2 separate regions of the Sus scrofa genome follow, and region 1 is linked to region 2. Evidence: chromatin contacts called from public Hi-C data. All regions are on one chromosome and are shown on one strand. The core of a region is the stretch at or near the end of the contact, and the rest is flanking DNA. Distances in the headings are between cores, read along the strand shown. Region 1 has its middle 11 kb from the start of GPR137B. Region 2 holds the start of EDARADD (EDAR associated death domain).

Region 1 (7,857 bases), core at 5,271-7,770, 200 kb after region 2:
CTCCCCAAAATACTTTTTAAATGAAATAAAATAAAGACCCCTAAAAGGGACAAGCTAACCAAGAATCCACTAAAGATAGGGCATGCCCTTTGGACAATAGAAACTACTGATTCATATTAATAGATGTAAATTGCTAAACGAAACTGCCCAGCAGCTACAGTAGCCACAGAATTATTGCTAATATTCGGTCTCTAAAAACTTCGTATCATGTGGCTTTCAATTTCCCAAATCCACTCCTAACAAGACTGTTGTTGTATTTTTTTTTTTTTTGGTGGGGGGAGGTGTTGCATGAAGCAGTGATGTGTTCTGCTTTTCCAAGTGTAGACAGAAAAATGTGATAATTTTGTTCATCTCCATGATCAACCCTTTCGACATTGTGTCTTTATTGAAAGAACAACTGATTTGCTGGCAGTAGTTTTTGTTCTCAGTGATTCTGGACAGAGTCCACACCTTTTGTGGGGGTTTTGGTTTTTTTGGTCTTTTTAGGGCCACACCCGTGGCATATGGAGGTTCCAGGGCTAGGGGTCGAATTGGAGCTATAGCTGCCAGCCTATGCCACAGCCACAGCAACTCTGTATCCAAGCCATAACTATGACCTATGCCTCAGCTTGCAGAACACTGGATCCTTAAACCACTAAGGGAGGCCAGAGATTGGACCCGCATCCTCAGGGATACTAATCAGGTTTGTTACCATTGAGCCACAACAGGAACTCCAGGTTTTTTGTCTTAATTGCAATCTTAAACCTTGGAAGCTAAGGGTTTCCAAGGTTTCAGGAATGCTGAGAGATACCTGGGGAGGTGAGATAGCATGGTGATAAGGGTTTTGCAAGCTAAGGAGATTCTTGTGGGAAAGTTGCAAAACCCTGTCTCAACAAATAAATCCCAAATTTTGTGGACTATGACTTATGTATCCAATTTTATGTATTCCTTTCCTTCCTTCCTTCCTTCCTTCCTTCCTTCCTTCCTTCCTTCCTTTCTTTCTTTCTTTCTTTCTTTCGTTCTTTCTTCTGTCTTTTTAGGGCCATATCCACAGCATATGCAGTTTCCCAGGCTAGGGGTCAAATCAGAGCTGTAGCTATTGGCCTACACCACAGCCACAGAAACGCCAAATCTGAGCCGAGTCTGAGACCTACACCACAGCTCATGGCAATGCAGGATCATTAACCGACTGAGCAAGGCCAGGGATCGAACCTGTGTCTTCATGGATGCTGGTCAGATTTGTTTCCTCTGAGCTGGAAACTCCTAATTTTATTTATTTCATGTGTATAATTCCTAAATGTAAAGACCATGGAGCATATCAGAGTTTGAAAACAACTTTATTGGACCAAAAAATTCGCCCATGACAAGTACACAATTCAGGTCTTTGTGGTCACTTCTCCCAGGGCTGAAACTGTCACCATAAATCTGTGCTAGAATGTTTCACTCCCCCCCCGCCACTGCCTCCAATAATCAACATATCAGATTTTAATTCAGTCAGGTAGCTCATGGGACTAGTTACAGCAAATTCCAAATCTAGGACAATCCTTGACCTAACCTAACAGGGAGATGGTGTAGGCCTGCTAGGGTAGCTCAGGAGTGCTCTTTTAATGATTACACAATGTCATTAAAACTTTGGTATTACGTGGATATGGGGTTTAAAGGGGAATTTGGGATCCGTTAAAGCCCGCAGGGGTCAAGGCTACAGACTCCTACTTATTTCTCCCTTAACAGAATGGGACGCTGCCTATCAACAAATTCCCCAAAGCAGGTTGTCATCACACTCTGCTCCAGGGAAGCCCCCGTCAGTGCTTTGCTCAAGTTTCAGGGGAAGAGAACCAGATCTAGTTCTTTCCAGGAGTTCTTGGAAAGGCATTTAAGCTCCCTGCCATTGCTCCATGGTCTTCTTTGAGGCTCCCATTTTCTTTTCTTTTCTTTTCTTTTTTCTTTCTTTCTTTTCTTTCTTTCTTTTTTTTTTCTTTGTCTTCTTGCCTTTTTCTAGGGCCGCTCCAGCAGCATGTGGAGGTTCCCAGGCTAGGGGTCGAATCGGAGCTGTAGCCGCCAGCCTACGCCAGAGCCACAGCAACGCAGGATCCGAGCTGCATCTGCAACCTACACCACAGCTCACGGCAACGCCAGATCCTTAACCCACTGAGCAAGGCCAGGAATCGAACCCACAACCTCATGGTTCCCAGTCGGACCCGCCAACCACTCTGCCACAACGGGAATTCCAAGGCTCCCATTTTCATCACCAGAATTAGTGCTCCAAGTAGCTGGTGCGGCAGAGGAAGCTGATTCTACCCATGGAAGTTTTACATCTCCAGGCCCACATCTTATTCCCAGGGGTAACGAGCTGTTGGGATGGCCCCGTCGGTCTCCCTGGCGCACACATGGTCAGCTTTGGAGAGCAGCTGGAACTGACCCCCAGGGCAGAGCCAAAAGGATGAGGGTGTGTGGAATGTCATCCGAGAACGTGGGTCAAGAGAACAGGCCATGTCTAGTTTTGTGGGTCCTGAAGCTTTTTCTTCAATATTAGAAACGCTCTTTAGGAAAAGAAAAAGAAAAATGCAGGAGCTCCCTATTGGCACAGCGGCTTAAGGATCTGGCGTTGTCACTGCAGTGGCTTGGGGCTTGGGTCACTGCTGCAGTGGGGGTTTGACCCCTGGCCCGGGGAACTTCCACATACTTGTGGCACAGCCAGAAAGAAAAAAAAGAAAAACAAAACTACAAATACAAAATGCGTTCTAGGAGTTCCCGCTGTGGCTTCAGCAGGTTAAGACCTCAGCATAGTGTCCTCGAGGATGTGGGTTGGATCCCTAGCCTTGCTCTGTGGATTAAGGATTTGGTATTGCTGCAAGCTGCAGAGTAGGTTGCAGATGTGGCTCAGATCCAGTGTGGCTGTGGCTGTGGTATAGGCTGGCAGCTGCAGTTCTGATTGGACCCCTAGCTCAGGCCACAAGTGTGGCCATAAAAAAAAAAAAGAAAAAACAAAACAAATTTGGGTGCTAAAGTGAACCATTTATTTAGAATAACACACCACACATTTAAATACCAGTACAAACACCACAAAATCCAGAAGAATAAAGCAATATTTTTACCTATTCATTGTCTGAAGTATCTCAAAATTCCCTCTTCCCTACATTTTTTTTTTTTTTTTTTTTGGTCTTCATACCCCTCTTCACATAAGAGTGATTCTGCAATATAATTTTCTGTGGACAGAATAGAATGAGAATTCTTTTTTCTAGCACAATTGATCAAATGATGCTTTTATTATTGAAGTTCAGAAGAGTTTCAGCCTCCCAACTCGTTATTGTTAGTCATGGATTTTTAGGATTGTTGTCAGCTTGGGGAAAACCTCAATGAGCCTTTTTTTTTTTCCACTTGTGATCCACAGCTTCCAGGGCATCTCAAGTTTCCTTGTGCCATGTTTCTTTCATCTTAAGGAGTCTTTGCATTGGTGACACTCTTTACCCAGTCTGTTGTGATGTCCAGGTTGTGGTACGTGAAGAGTTTTGAGGTGTCTCCATGTTTCAGGCCTCTCTTCTGAAAGGGAAAACAAAGGCCTCCCTAAGGAAAAATGCCGGCCAGCCTGCAGAGCCAGAGCCAGGACTCACCACACCCAGAGCCTCATTTGCAGTTTTCCTCTGTGAGGCAGCGCATAGAGATTGCTTTGTGTTTAGAAAGGAAAGAATGGGTTTGCTGCCCACGGTGCCAGGGAGCGGCCTCCTGCATCCTCTGGTCCTCTGCCTGGAGACCAGGGTACAGGGAGGAGGAGGAGGCAGGGAAGGCAGACCAAGTGGGAGGGCCAGGCTCTGGAGGTCCCTGTGTTATGGGCTGGTGGGATCTCACAGAGACCTGGGAATGGACCCACCCTTATAGGGTAGATCGAGACTTTCAACTTGGTCCAAGGGCATCTAGAAGCAGATCCTTTACAAAGTGCTTGCTAATTGTGCTCTTGAAATATGAAGGCAGACCTCCCATGGTAATCCCAACCGTAAGAGTTCCCTGGTGGCTCAGTGGGTTAAGGGCCTGGTGTTGCCTCTGCTGTGGCTCGGGTCATGGTCCTGGTGCAAGTATTTGATCCCTGGCCTGGGAATTTTCGCATGCTGTGAGTGCAGCCAAATATAATAATAGTAATTCCAACAGTAATTACATTTGAAATCTGTCTTGGACTGAGAATAAAGAAATTAACTGTACAAGTTTGTGAGAGCTGTCATAATAAGGTACCCCAGACTGGAGGCTTAAATGACAGAAATTTATTGCTTGGTTCTGGAGGCTGGGAGGTCTAACATCAGGGTGGTGGTGTGGTCGGGTTCTGGTCTCTCCTCCTAGTTTGTACATGGCTGTCTTCTTTGGGTCTTTAAGTGGTGGGGAGCCAGTGAGCTCTCTGCTGTCTCTTCTTATAAGGGTGCCAATCCCATCAGGGGGCCCCACCCTCACAAGATCATCTAAATCGAAATATCAGAGTGCCCGTTGTAGCTCAGTGGTAATGAACCTGACTAGTATCCATGAGGATGCAGGTTCAATTCCTGGCCTCGCTCATCAGGTTAAGGATCTGGTGTTGCTGTGAACTGAGGCATAGGTCACAGACATGGCTCTGATACCACGTTGCTGTGGCTGTGGCATAGGCCTGCAGCTGCAGCTCCAATTCAACCCCTAACCTCGGAACTTCCACACACCAAGGGTGCAGCTCTAAAAGGGAAAATAAACAAACAAATAAATAAATAAAAATATGGAGTTCCCATCGTGGCTCAGTGGTTAACAAATCCTACTAGGAACCATGAGGTTGTGGGTTCCATCACTGGCCTCCCTCAGTGGCTTAAGGATCCAGCGTTGCTGTGGCTCTGGTGTAGGCCATTGGCTACAGCTCTGATTAGGCCCCTAACCTGGGAACCTCCACATCCTGCAGCCCTAAAAAGACAATGAATAAATAAATAAACAAACAAACTGGATTATCTCCCAAAGGCCCCACCACCAAGTACTAGCACACACACTGAGGGGTAGGACCTCCACTTTGAATTTGGGGGGACACTATTCAGTTCATTGTAGCACCAATAAAAGGAAGGAAGGGGAAAGCCCAGGAAAGGGGCTCAGGTGAGCTGGGGAGAAGGAAAGTCATAGGTGCTGAGATGCAGCTTGAGGGAGCCTGTGGGTAGGTGAACATCTATTCCCCTTTGCCCACAACAAGAGCACAAAGCCACACCGTGGCCACAGCAGCCTTGGCCTGACCAACAAGTGCTGACTCAGCAAGTCTGGGCCTCAGGAGCACTGCCAGCCTTCTGCTTTGCAAGCTCGACAATCAAGCTGTGATGCCCATGGCAGGGCAGTCAGAGCCCCCCAACCCGCTCAGGGCATGCAGCCTGAACCCTCTCCCAGCAGCGAGCTGGAGACATGGGGCCCCAGAGCAGGAGGCAGGTCACTGCATGCCCGGTGCTCAGCTGCTGGGGCAAGGGATGGGTCGGTCTGGGCTCCATCTGGGGTGGATAAGGGCTGTGCCTCATTGATTTAGTTTTTTGGGGTTTTTTTGTTTGTTTTTGCCTTTTTAGGGCTGCACCTGTGGCATATGGAAGTTCCCAGGCTAAGGGTCAAATCAGAGCTGCAGCTGCCAGCCTACACTACATTCATAGCAATGCCAGATCCGAGCCACATCTGAGACTTACACCGCAGCTCACAGCAACAGCAGATCCTTAACCCACTAAGATCAGGGGTCAAACCTGAGTCCTCATGGATGCTATTCGGGTTTGTTTCTACTGAGCCACAATGGGAACTCCTGTGTCTCACTGATTTAGATATAGCCTTGCGGATAGGGATGGCTCTTCCTGTCCACACTAAGTGATCACCCTCCTAGGGCTAGTGTGAACCCAAAATAAAATAATGCACAGGAGCTCTTAGCCCTGGATCTGGAAGAGCCCAGCCATTGGGAGTGGCAATAGGCGCCCATGCTGACGATTCCCCAATGGGTATAGTGGCCTGGGAGCTGTCTTCATATCAGTGGTGAAGGGGTTGTGCTAGCCTGTCCATCTCCTCTTATCTGGTTCCCTGTTACAACAAACGTGACTCAGCTGCAGGTGGCCCTGACATGAGCAGACACTTGGGAGCTGTGTCATTCCCCAGCTCCGGGACTGAGGGTCACGAGGTTAAAACGGAAGGAGAAGTGAATGTATCGACTTAGGGAGGCTCAAGAGACCAGCAGAAACTAGGAGTGTGAACAGCAGGAGAAAAGCTTGGCCAACAGCTAAATGGAGAGCACAGCTATTACAGGGTGTGTTGGCCATGAGCACAGACAGCAGGCAGGTTAAGGATCATCCCCAGGAGGTCAGAACATGAGGCGGTGGGGGTGGGGAGGGCCAAGGATGGAAATAGACTGAAGGAAAACCAGACAAGCAAACCAACAACCACAATCATTTTAAAGATGTTTGAATAAAACACTTTCATGCCTAGTATTTCATTCATTCCTAAGCCCATCCCCCATTAACAGATAACATTGTTCTAATGAGTGATGCAAGGTTCAGAGAGGCTAGGGGCCTTCCCTAAAGGTGCACAGCACACCTAGGGCAGAGCCAGCCGGGGAAGTCCCATATTTAGCCCTGAGCCACACGCATTGCTGCCCAGAGATCACGGGGATGACCCACCCCCACTGGCTCAGGGTGAGACCACGACAGCCCATTCCATGGGCTCTGTGGCCCCAGCGGTGGCCTTTGGAGCTGGTGGCTTTATGACCCATCACGTCCGCCTGTCCTTTGATGTGCAGCCAGGCACTGCCCTCTGGTCAGCTCAGTGAGGGTGGCAAGCCCAGGGCACCAGCTCTGTTCCACTTCGATAAAGCTGCTTCAGTGACCGCCCTGCAGAGGGGTTTAACCACAGTGCTGTTCTGGATTCGGTCTGGGTCGGGATCCCACGTGATGCTGCAATAGAGGCTGTGAGGATATCTCGATGCTGCCACCTGTGAACATGACCGAACTCAACTCAGGGAGTGAGGGACAGACCACGGATGTCCCCAGAGATGCTGATGCAACATGACAGAGACCTGGGTCTCGAGGAGCCCCAGACATGGGGACATCTGACAGGGGGAGCCCAGGCAGAGGGAGGCGCAACCTCTGGTAGAGAATCTGAGCTGTGTCACTGGCGGGGAGGCTTGGGGACAGTGGTGGCTCTGGTGGGAGACTGTCTGGGGCCCCCAGGGGTGAGAGAGGTCCTGGGCCTCTGGAACACACCCCAAACCATGGGGGCCGCAGGGAGAGAGAGCCAGCAGCCATGGACCAGGTACCACTGAGTGAAGATCTTACTCTTTAGAGACTATTTGTCAGGATCCTCTGAGCTGCAAATGTTGGAACCATCTCCATTACCTTAAGCACAACAAGGTGAGCGGAGGAGTCGTCCAAGCCCTGGGCTGGCAGAGGTGGGGCCGGCACAGAGGGACGGGGCGGGGCGGGGGGTGGGGGGAAGGTGAGACTCCAGACAGGCATCTTCTCCATCTCCTCAGGGTCAGCCTCTCAGGCAGGGCCGTGGCTGCTGCAGCTCAGCAGACACACCTTCAAGGAGCAGGCCAGGAGGGCGTGTCCATCCCACCCCAGGCATGGCTGAGAGCTGGGGTCGGTGCTGACTGGCCCCCACTTCTGGGCAGAGATGCCTTCATCAGCGGCTGGTGCACCCTTGCATCCTCCAGGTGACACAGGGCCTGGCTCTAAAAACCAAAACCAGGAGTTCCTGTCATGGCACAGCGGAAGCAAATACGACTAGGAACCATGAGGTTGCGGGTTTGATCCCTGGCCATGCTCAATGGGGTTAAGGATCTGGCGTTGCCTTGAGCTGTGGTGTAGGTCGCAGACGCAGCTCAGATCCCGCATTGCTGTGGCTGTGGTGTAGGCCAGCAGCAACAGC
Region 2 (7,414 bases), core at 2,609-5,108:
GATGCCACTTAAGAGGCTGTTCTGAGAGGGTATCAAGGGCCGAGTTCCCAGGGAGCAGCCCTGCTGTGCAGTGCAAACAAGACCGGGAGAATGAACAAAGGCAGAACGTGCGGCGATGTGCTCCGTGGCCACGGGCACTCAGCTCCTTGCAATAAAGCCACAGGCTGTACCACCTCCCCAACTCTCCAGACTTTCAAAGCCTCTTTCTTTGTTTCTGTCCTTAATATCTGTATGAACGCAAGCCAGATTTTATTCGAATTCAACAGGCAATTCTGACTCACTCCATGCTAGATGGTTTATTAGTGGTAGAGATGGAAAGAGATGGCTACACTGTAACCAGCATGACTGTTTTCCTTCCAGTGTAAATTTTCTTAGTGTAAAGAGGTTTTTTTTAAATTAAGCTCCTACAATGTGACAACAAATATCCACCTTTGTTACATGCATGTGAACATACAAACTTTTTTTTTTTTTTGGCTGCCCCATAGCATATGGAGTTCCCAGGCAGATCCAAGCCATAGCTGTGACTTAAGCTGAAGCTACAGCAATGCTGGGTCCCTTAACCCCCTGAGCTGGGCTGGAGATCCAACCTGCATCCCAGCGCTCCCAAGACACCACTGATTCCGTTGTGCCACAGCGGGAATTCCACAAACATCTTTATTTTTAACTTTACAAGGTAAACTCAGTTAACATATCTAACTTGATGAATCAGTTCCTAAGACACCAATATGGAAAGAGCTTCTTCTGCCCACTGGTGAAGCATAGGTGGTTAAATTTTATATCTTCCATTCATTCACTGAGATGATAAGTGTTCAGTCAGGGCTTACTATGTGCTGGGTACAGGACCAGGTGTTGAAGATAAGATGTCAAGCAAAACAGACATGCACTCTGTCCAAGAACTTAGAGTCTAATGGGGGAGCAAGAGAATGGTGAAATATTCACAGCTAGAAATGGTGACGAATGCTGGAAGGGTGTGCCAAGAGTGTGTACCATGGAGACTGATCTACAGCAGCTTTGATCTGAAATCTGGAAGGGGTGGCGGGGGTGGGGGGTGGTGCAGACAGCATTCCGGACAGCAGAAACAACCTGTATAAAGGCCAGGAGCCAGGAGGTCCAGGGGTCTTCAAGGACACAGAGGAGGCAACGTGGCTGCAGTGCAGAGCAAGAGACCGAGCAAGCTTGCCGACTGAACCAGAGGTCCGTGTACAGGGCACAGACACCATTTAAGTTATTGGAAAGTCAGCACAGGTTTCTAAGAGGTATGACAGGGTCTGGTTTGTTTTTAAAAGGTCACTCTGGCCACCTTTAGGTGAACAGGTTGGTGGAAGGCAAGAGTAGGTGTGAAAACACCAGCTGGGAGGTGAGTGCAGGAAACCAGACCAGGGGTAGGGTAACTGGGTCTGGGGTGGAGACGTGAAAATTCCATTTAACAAGTTCCACATATTAACCCCACCTGTGGCTTCTTTACAGTAATGGAAGGTGTCCTGGAGGTTACAGAAACTAAATGAGATATTAGAAAGAGGAAGTAATTTTTACTTTTTTTTTTTTTTTTTTTTTGTCTTTTTGCCTTTTTCTAGGGCTGCTCCCTCGGCATATGGAGGTTCCCAGACTAGGGGTCTAATCGGAACTGTAGCCGAAGGCCTACGCCAGAGCCACAGCAACGCAGGATCCGAGCTGCATCTGCAACCTACACCACAACTCATGGCAACACCGGATCCTTAACCCACTGATCAAGGCCAGGGATCGAACCCACAACCTCATGGTTCCTAGTCAGATTCATTAACCACTGAGCCACGACGGGAACTCCTAAATCTTTTTTTTTTTTTTTTTTCCTGGAAGAACCTTCATCTAACTGACAGAATTTCAGAGTGGGAACGGACACGAGGGTCTCTCTCAGAGGCCTGAAGATGTTCTTCAACATCTGCAAGTGACAAGGAGGCCACCCTGCTCTTTGTAGGATGACAAAAAGTCTGCCGACAAGTCTGGATTCTACCACCTGAAGTCAAGGAGACAGGTGCCTTCCAAATGACCCCCCTCCTATCACCATATCTCTATCCCACCACATGTGCTAGGCTTTCCACGTCGGTCTGTTCCAGGTTGTGAGCTTCTACCTTGGCTGGGCCAAGCAGACTCCGTACCATGACTGGAATTCCAGATCCTGAAGTGTCATTATTGTCAAACTAAAATCATGTTAGCTGCCTTGGTGGCTTTAACACACTGTGGACTCACTGAGGTTTGTAATACATTAAGCTGTGTTTCCCAGCCCCTGCCTTCTCTGGGGCTTTTCTACTTGTCCCCATTCGATGGGTCCCTATCAAGATCTTTCTGAATCCCCGTCATCGTAGTCATTTAATGAGATGTGAAACCACTGTTAGTAAAATCTAGCTTACCTCTCATCACCATGTCAATTTGGTTTTCCAAAGAGGAGGTGGATGTGGGGTGAGGGGGTGTGGGGTTTCTCCCTTAATTTCCCCTTTATTTTTCCAAACGAGTTATGGGGAGGAGAAGGCCACCCAAACTATTTCTTTGTTTTCCACCTTCCATGGATAAAATATTTACCATTCCCCACTCTGAAGAAGAATTTAGATCTTTCTTCCAAGTCTCCAGGAAACTCTCCCAGACCCAGCACATCCCGATGCGAAAGCTAAGTTAGTGATCTTCTGATCCACCTCCAGATACTTGGTCTCCTTCTCCTAACTGCTCAAGCTCCAAGGGAACAATGAAACATTTAAGCTCTGTCCCTGCCCAAGCCCAGGAAACAGACACGTTTCTCTAAACAGGTATTAATGCCATTCTGAACATCTGGTTCTCTCCCTAGCTTTTCCAACCTCAGCAAAACTAGAAAAAGCCCCAGGGTGCTCTAAGGCGATACATCATACACTTATTTATGTGATCAACAAACATCCACGGAGGATCAGTCTAGGTTATCAGAGAGCAGGGGCAGAGCATTCCTGGAAGGTGAAGTCTGAGGAAGATTTTAAATTCAGATGAGATTAAAGAAAAGTCAAGAGTCTGGCTTCATGTACAAACGCAGTATTTTACAACTTTAAAATTCAAGTGAGATCAAAGAAAAATCTAGATTGTGGCCTCAGGTGTCTAAGGAGAAGGGCAGAACCACAGGCCATTCTAATCAAAGGCCTCTATAGGTGGAGTCCCACAGGTGGGATCTGCCGCTTAGTTTCCTAGATACGAGTTTGTGAAATAGCCTCGAGGGCCAATATTTAGAACACAACCATTTAGATAAAGTTAAATGAGGAAAGAAGAGGAGAAATGAGAAGGTACGTGAGTGGGGAGAAAGGGAGAGTCCAGTAAGAAAAACTGAAATACAGCCCTTGCGCACTTTTCTGCCCGAGAGGTTTGACGGGCTTGTTTCAACCTGGCATCCGGGTCCAGAACAAAGCGGCCGGGGCCGCAGAATGGGAAGAGGGAAGAGGCGTCTTAGGCACGCGTGGGGTGGCGGGGGCCGCGGGGATGCAGGAGGCCAAGGCCACCAGCTCCCGAGGATGGCGGGGGCAGGGGTCCGGGCGCCGCAGCTGTCCCTTGCCCGGCCCCACGCGGACCCGGTTCGGGTGCCAGGGTCCAGGATAGTCCCAGGGCACCCCTCGGGATTCTCGGGGGGCTCGGCCCCGACTGCCCCGCAGCAGCTGCGGGCGCCTAGCAAGCTCCAGGCCCACGGTTCCCGCTCCGGGTGAGGGCGCGGCGCGGTGTCACCTTACCTGCGCGCAGAGGGTCGTCCGGAGAAGCCATGGGGGCGGGGTGGGGCGCTGGAGCAGGACAGCGGAGGAGAGCCGGGTTGCAGGGGCGGGGAGGTGGACCGCTCCGACACGCGGGGCGCAAACCTCGGCTGCCCCGCGCGCCCCTCCTCCTCCTTCTCTTCCCCGGCTTTCGACCGCTCTTCCCTGCGCTCACTTCCTGCTTGGTAATTAGCAAAGCCTCTGCCCCGCGCGTCTAGGTACCCCCTCCAGAGGCGCGGGCGGGAGCCCGGGTGTCGCGGGCCGGGGCGCTGGGAGGAGCGGCCGAGTGCCCGGGGGTTCCCAGCGCCCGCGGTAGGCGCCCGAAACAGCCCTAGGCCCAGGTTCCCCCCAGAAGGTCCCAACGCGGAGCTCCGCGCAATTGCTGCCGGGACCGGCTAGGAGACAATTATCAGCTTTGAAACCCGGCTGCAGTCGCAGGTCGTTTTCCTGGCTCCCTCGCCTCGGCTTCGATCAGGACACAACTCTCCTCCGCGCACAGGTCTGGGCTGAGATGCCTGGCGGCGATTTGATATTTAAACAATTTCCTGATCTTTAGGCAGAGTACGCCGCTGCATGATGGCACACGCTAATAATTTCTATTTTGATTTTTCTTTGGCATTGGTTATTACATGACCTCCAGGGTAAGCGCAGCACAAAGGGAGTGAAGAGAGGAAGCCTGATACGCACTCTCACTGCCTCTCTAGAAAAAGAGCTTAGGGCTCCCTCAGAAATGCGGAATTGGTCACTAAGGTTTAAATTTTAATTTTGGAAAAATCACCTGCGCACAGATTGGAATCGTTTACTAAGAATGTATTTAAGATTGCTACATTTGCACTAAACCTAGCATCAGTCATAAACCTATTATTATACAAAAATGAGAGGCAATTTAAATTCAATAGGACTCTCTTAAGGGTTTTAAGTAATCTATGTCTTCGCACCCAAGAAGAGAAAGTTAGGAATTGGTTTGGAAGAGATAGTAGTTTTTAGTCAATTTATCGCAAAGAAGCAGTCTCTGGCTAAAAACTCAGGTCTGAAAAATGCAGGAAAGTAGTAGTCTTGGTGACCAGGGGCTTGCTTTGTGCCTCTCCCCATCTGTTTAGTGGTCCTGAGGCCCATGACACTCTCCAGATTGCCCTTACTCTCTGGCATATGCCAAGGAGAGCACAGGAGGCTCAGAGAAGATGGTGGAGCTGTGTGTCAACCTTCTGGTAGAAAGGTCTCTGGGGAATTTGTCAGTGGGAGGATAAACTTCCTTTTGGTCTGCCTTCTAATACGAAGGTGAATTTTTTTTTTAAAGGGTATTTTATCTTAGCATGAATTTTTGAGGTTTGGTTTGTGGTTCTTTCCGTATGTCTCATGACGATGGAATTATTTCTGAGGTTGGTTGTCAGGAACCACAGGTCAAGCTGGCAACAATCTCAAGCATTGTTCTAAAGCTGGTTTGCTTTTCAAAACCCTGAACTATAATTCATCATTTTATCACTCTTATTATATCAAATGGAAGATGGGTGGCAGAAAGACACTTTAAGTTTAATTTTTTTGGCCATACCCACAGCAATGCAGAAGTTCCTGGACCAGGGATCAAACTCACTCCACAGCAGTGACCCAAGCCACAGCCATGACAATGCTGGATCCCCAACCCATTAGGCCACCAGGGCATGCCTAACTTTTTAAAAGAAAATTGACTATATATAAATATAGGTATAGCTATATATAGGTTATTATTCCCTTTCCTATGAATTGCAAACATAACCCCTCATTACCTTATTTTTCCTATGTGCTTTGTGAAACTATAAAGTATAAATTAAACTTTTTTTGGATTTACAAAAAACTAATTTAAAAACAGTTGTCACCCACTAGAGTTCCCAAAGGGCTCCCGTACAATCTATTTTCTGTCACATGATGTTCTTCCGCTTTTACTTCTATTGCTGCCCAAAGAAGTGTTTTTAAAACACTCCTTAAAATAGGCATTCTTTATTTTTCTTAGTAGCACCTAAATTAACTCCTGAATCTCAGAATCACAATAAATGGGGATTGGTTAAAAACAAACAAACAAATAAAAAAAAAAGACATGCCGGATTTGACTCATAGGCCTGTCACCATGAATTTGTGTTACTTTAGCAAGTAATCAAACCCTGAGTTGGTAAGAATTTGTTGGATTATGAAAGTTAAATGAAATAATGTATATATAAAATACCTAAAAGTGCCTGTCTTAGAATAGGTGCAAATAAACCAGCTACCTTCCTGCTTTCATTCTTTCCTTGGAATTTAGTCTGTTGAGAGAAGCTTCTGTTGGTGTTGTTATAAGAAATGAACCAATGTTTATTATGGTGTCTGTGCATAGCATGGGTCAATGGACTGGTAGTACCCAACGCACCAAACAAAATGCCAAGCCCTGGGAAACTAAAATGAGAAGTCCCTGACTTTTAGGAGTGTATGATCCTCCCCTTTTAGGAGAGACTTGCAGATATTCTTTCACTGCAGAACCAGGATAATGAAAGTTTAAACCAGGAAGGGAATATGCACGGAAGAAAGGCACTCAAGACATCATGAAAGTCAAAGGGCTTGGCGGTGACCGTCATCAGACCGACAGTTTGCCATGGAAGCTTTCAGGCAAATTTTGAGGTGGTCATTTATGATAACATGGTTAAAGCCTTAAGTGGAGGAAGGAGCTGTTAGTCTTGTGTCTTTTCACAGAGGATGACAATGATCAGAAATGTTATCCTCAAGTGAGGGAAACAACTCAAAACATAGTTTTTTGATTCATCATTGAAATGTGTTGGCTTTGTTCATTTTAGATCATTTGGAGTGTTACATACATTTATGCAACCTGAGATAAAAAGCCATATTATTGAAGCACATACTTCCTTATTTCAAAAGGTATGTACATTGTGTACCAATGAACTGAGCACACCGTGGTTAGAACTGTGATGAGAGCACATGGATTTAGGATTATAGGAGTCTCCTATGTTCCAGAATGGTACAGTCCCTCGGTTGAACTGGCTTGATATACCCTCAGGGAATTGTGTGTGGTGGAAGAGGCCCAAATGAGAGATAATACATGCATTGGTCTCCTCCTTTTTGGAACACGTATTTGGCTAGAGTATGTTAAGTCACTGGCGATGGATCTTTGTTGTTTTGCCGTACAACCTGTCATAGTAATGCCCCAGTTTTCTCCTGGAGAACCATCCTTCCACTCTCAATCCATGTGATCAGGTGGTGGCACCATGACCCCTGTCTCCTCATGCTAGGGGTTGGCATGTAACCCAGTCATAGCCTTTCCAAACATTGCTGGATGAGACAACAAGCCTTGCAGCTGCATAGGACCTTGGCTGGGACAGCTGGAAGGTAGGTGTTTCAATAACTAGCCCAAGACCACACAGCCTGCTGCGTGGTCGAAGAAACGAGGAGGCGTGAAATGTTTGGGAGGGTCCACAACATGGAGAGCCTTGAATGCCAAACAAAAGCATTTGAAACTATTTTTCAGCGGCAGGAAGCCAGAAAGCTAGTTTTTGAAAAGTGGCATATGAAAATTGGTGTTTTTGAAGGATTAGTCTGGCAGCTGTGTGGAGGAGAGAATGGAGCAAGGAGAGAATGCAAGCCAAGAGACCATTTAATCTTTACAATACACTATAATTTATTACAGGATTGAATTTACATCCTTGCCAAATGGGAGGGTAACT

The links. A called contact is a pair of places that touch in the nucleus more often than the background predicts.
Region 1: a Hi-C map of retroperitoneal adipose tissue shows a contact between it and region 2, with 2.1 times the contacts expected there. The contact joins the enhancer-like site here to the promoter of EDARADD in region 2. A contact is called at or near these places in 3 of 5 promoter capture datasets (fetal liver, fetal skeletal muscle and liver), 30 of 47 Hi-C or Micro-C datasets (adipose tissue, alveolar macrophages, blood and 14 more) and 2 of 2 datasets of contacts at active chromatin or transcription factors (alveolar macrophages and skeletal muscle).

The regions. Positions count from the first base shown.
Region 1 is chr14:55,188,606-55,196,462 of Sscrofa11.1, forward strand. No RefSeq gene overlaps it. Among named protein-coding and RNA genes, the nearest start is that of GPR137B, 11 kb to the left of the region's middle. Within about 2 kb of position 6,521, at least 7 of the 83 cell types and tissues checked have an H3K27ac peak or open chromatin away from gene starts, as enhancers often do. A contact at or near this core is called in alveolar macrophages and retroperitoneal adipose tissue, where this site is marked.
Region 2 is chr14:54,986,948-54,994,361 of Sscrofa11.1, forward strand. EDARADD (EDAR associated death domain) reads right to left here and starts at 3,859. Exons shown (of 6, transcript NM_001243663.1): 1 at 3,714-3,859. The coding sequence starts at 3,744. It overlaps LOC110256688 (a long non-coding RNA gene), which reads left to right and starts at 1,818. Exons shown (of 3, transcript XR_002338567.1): 1 at 1,818-3,275; 2 at 6,530-6,611.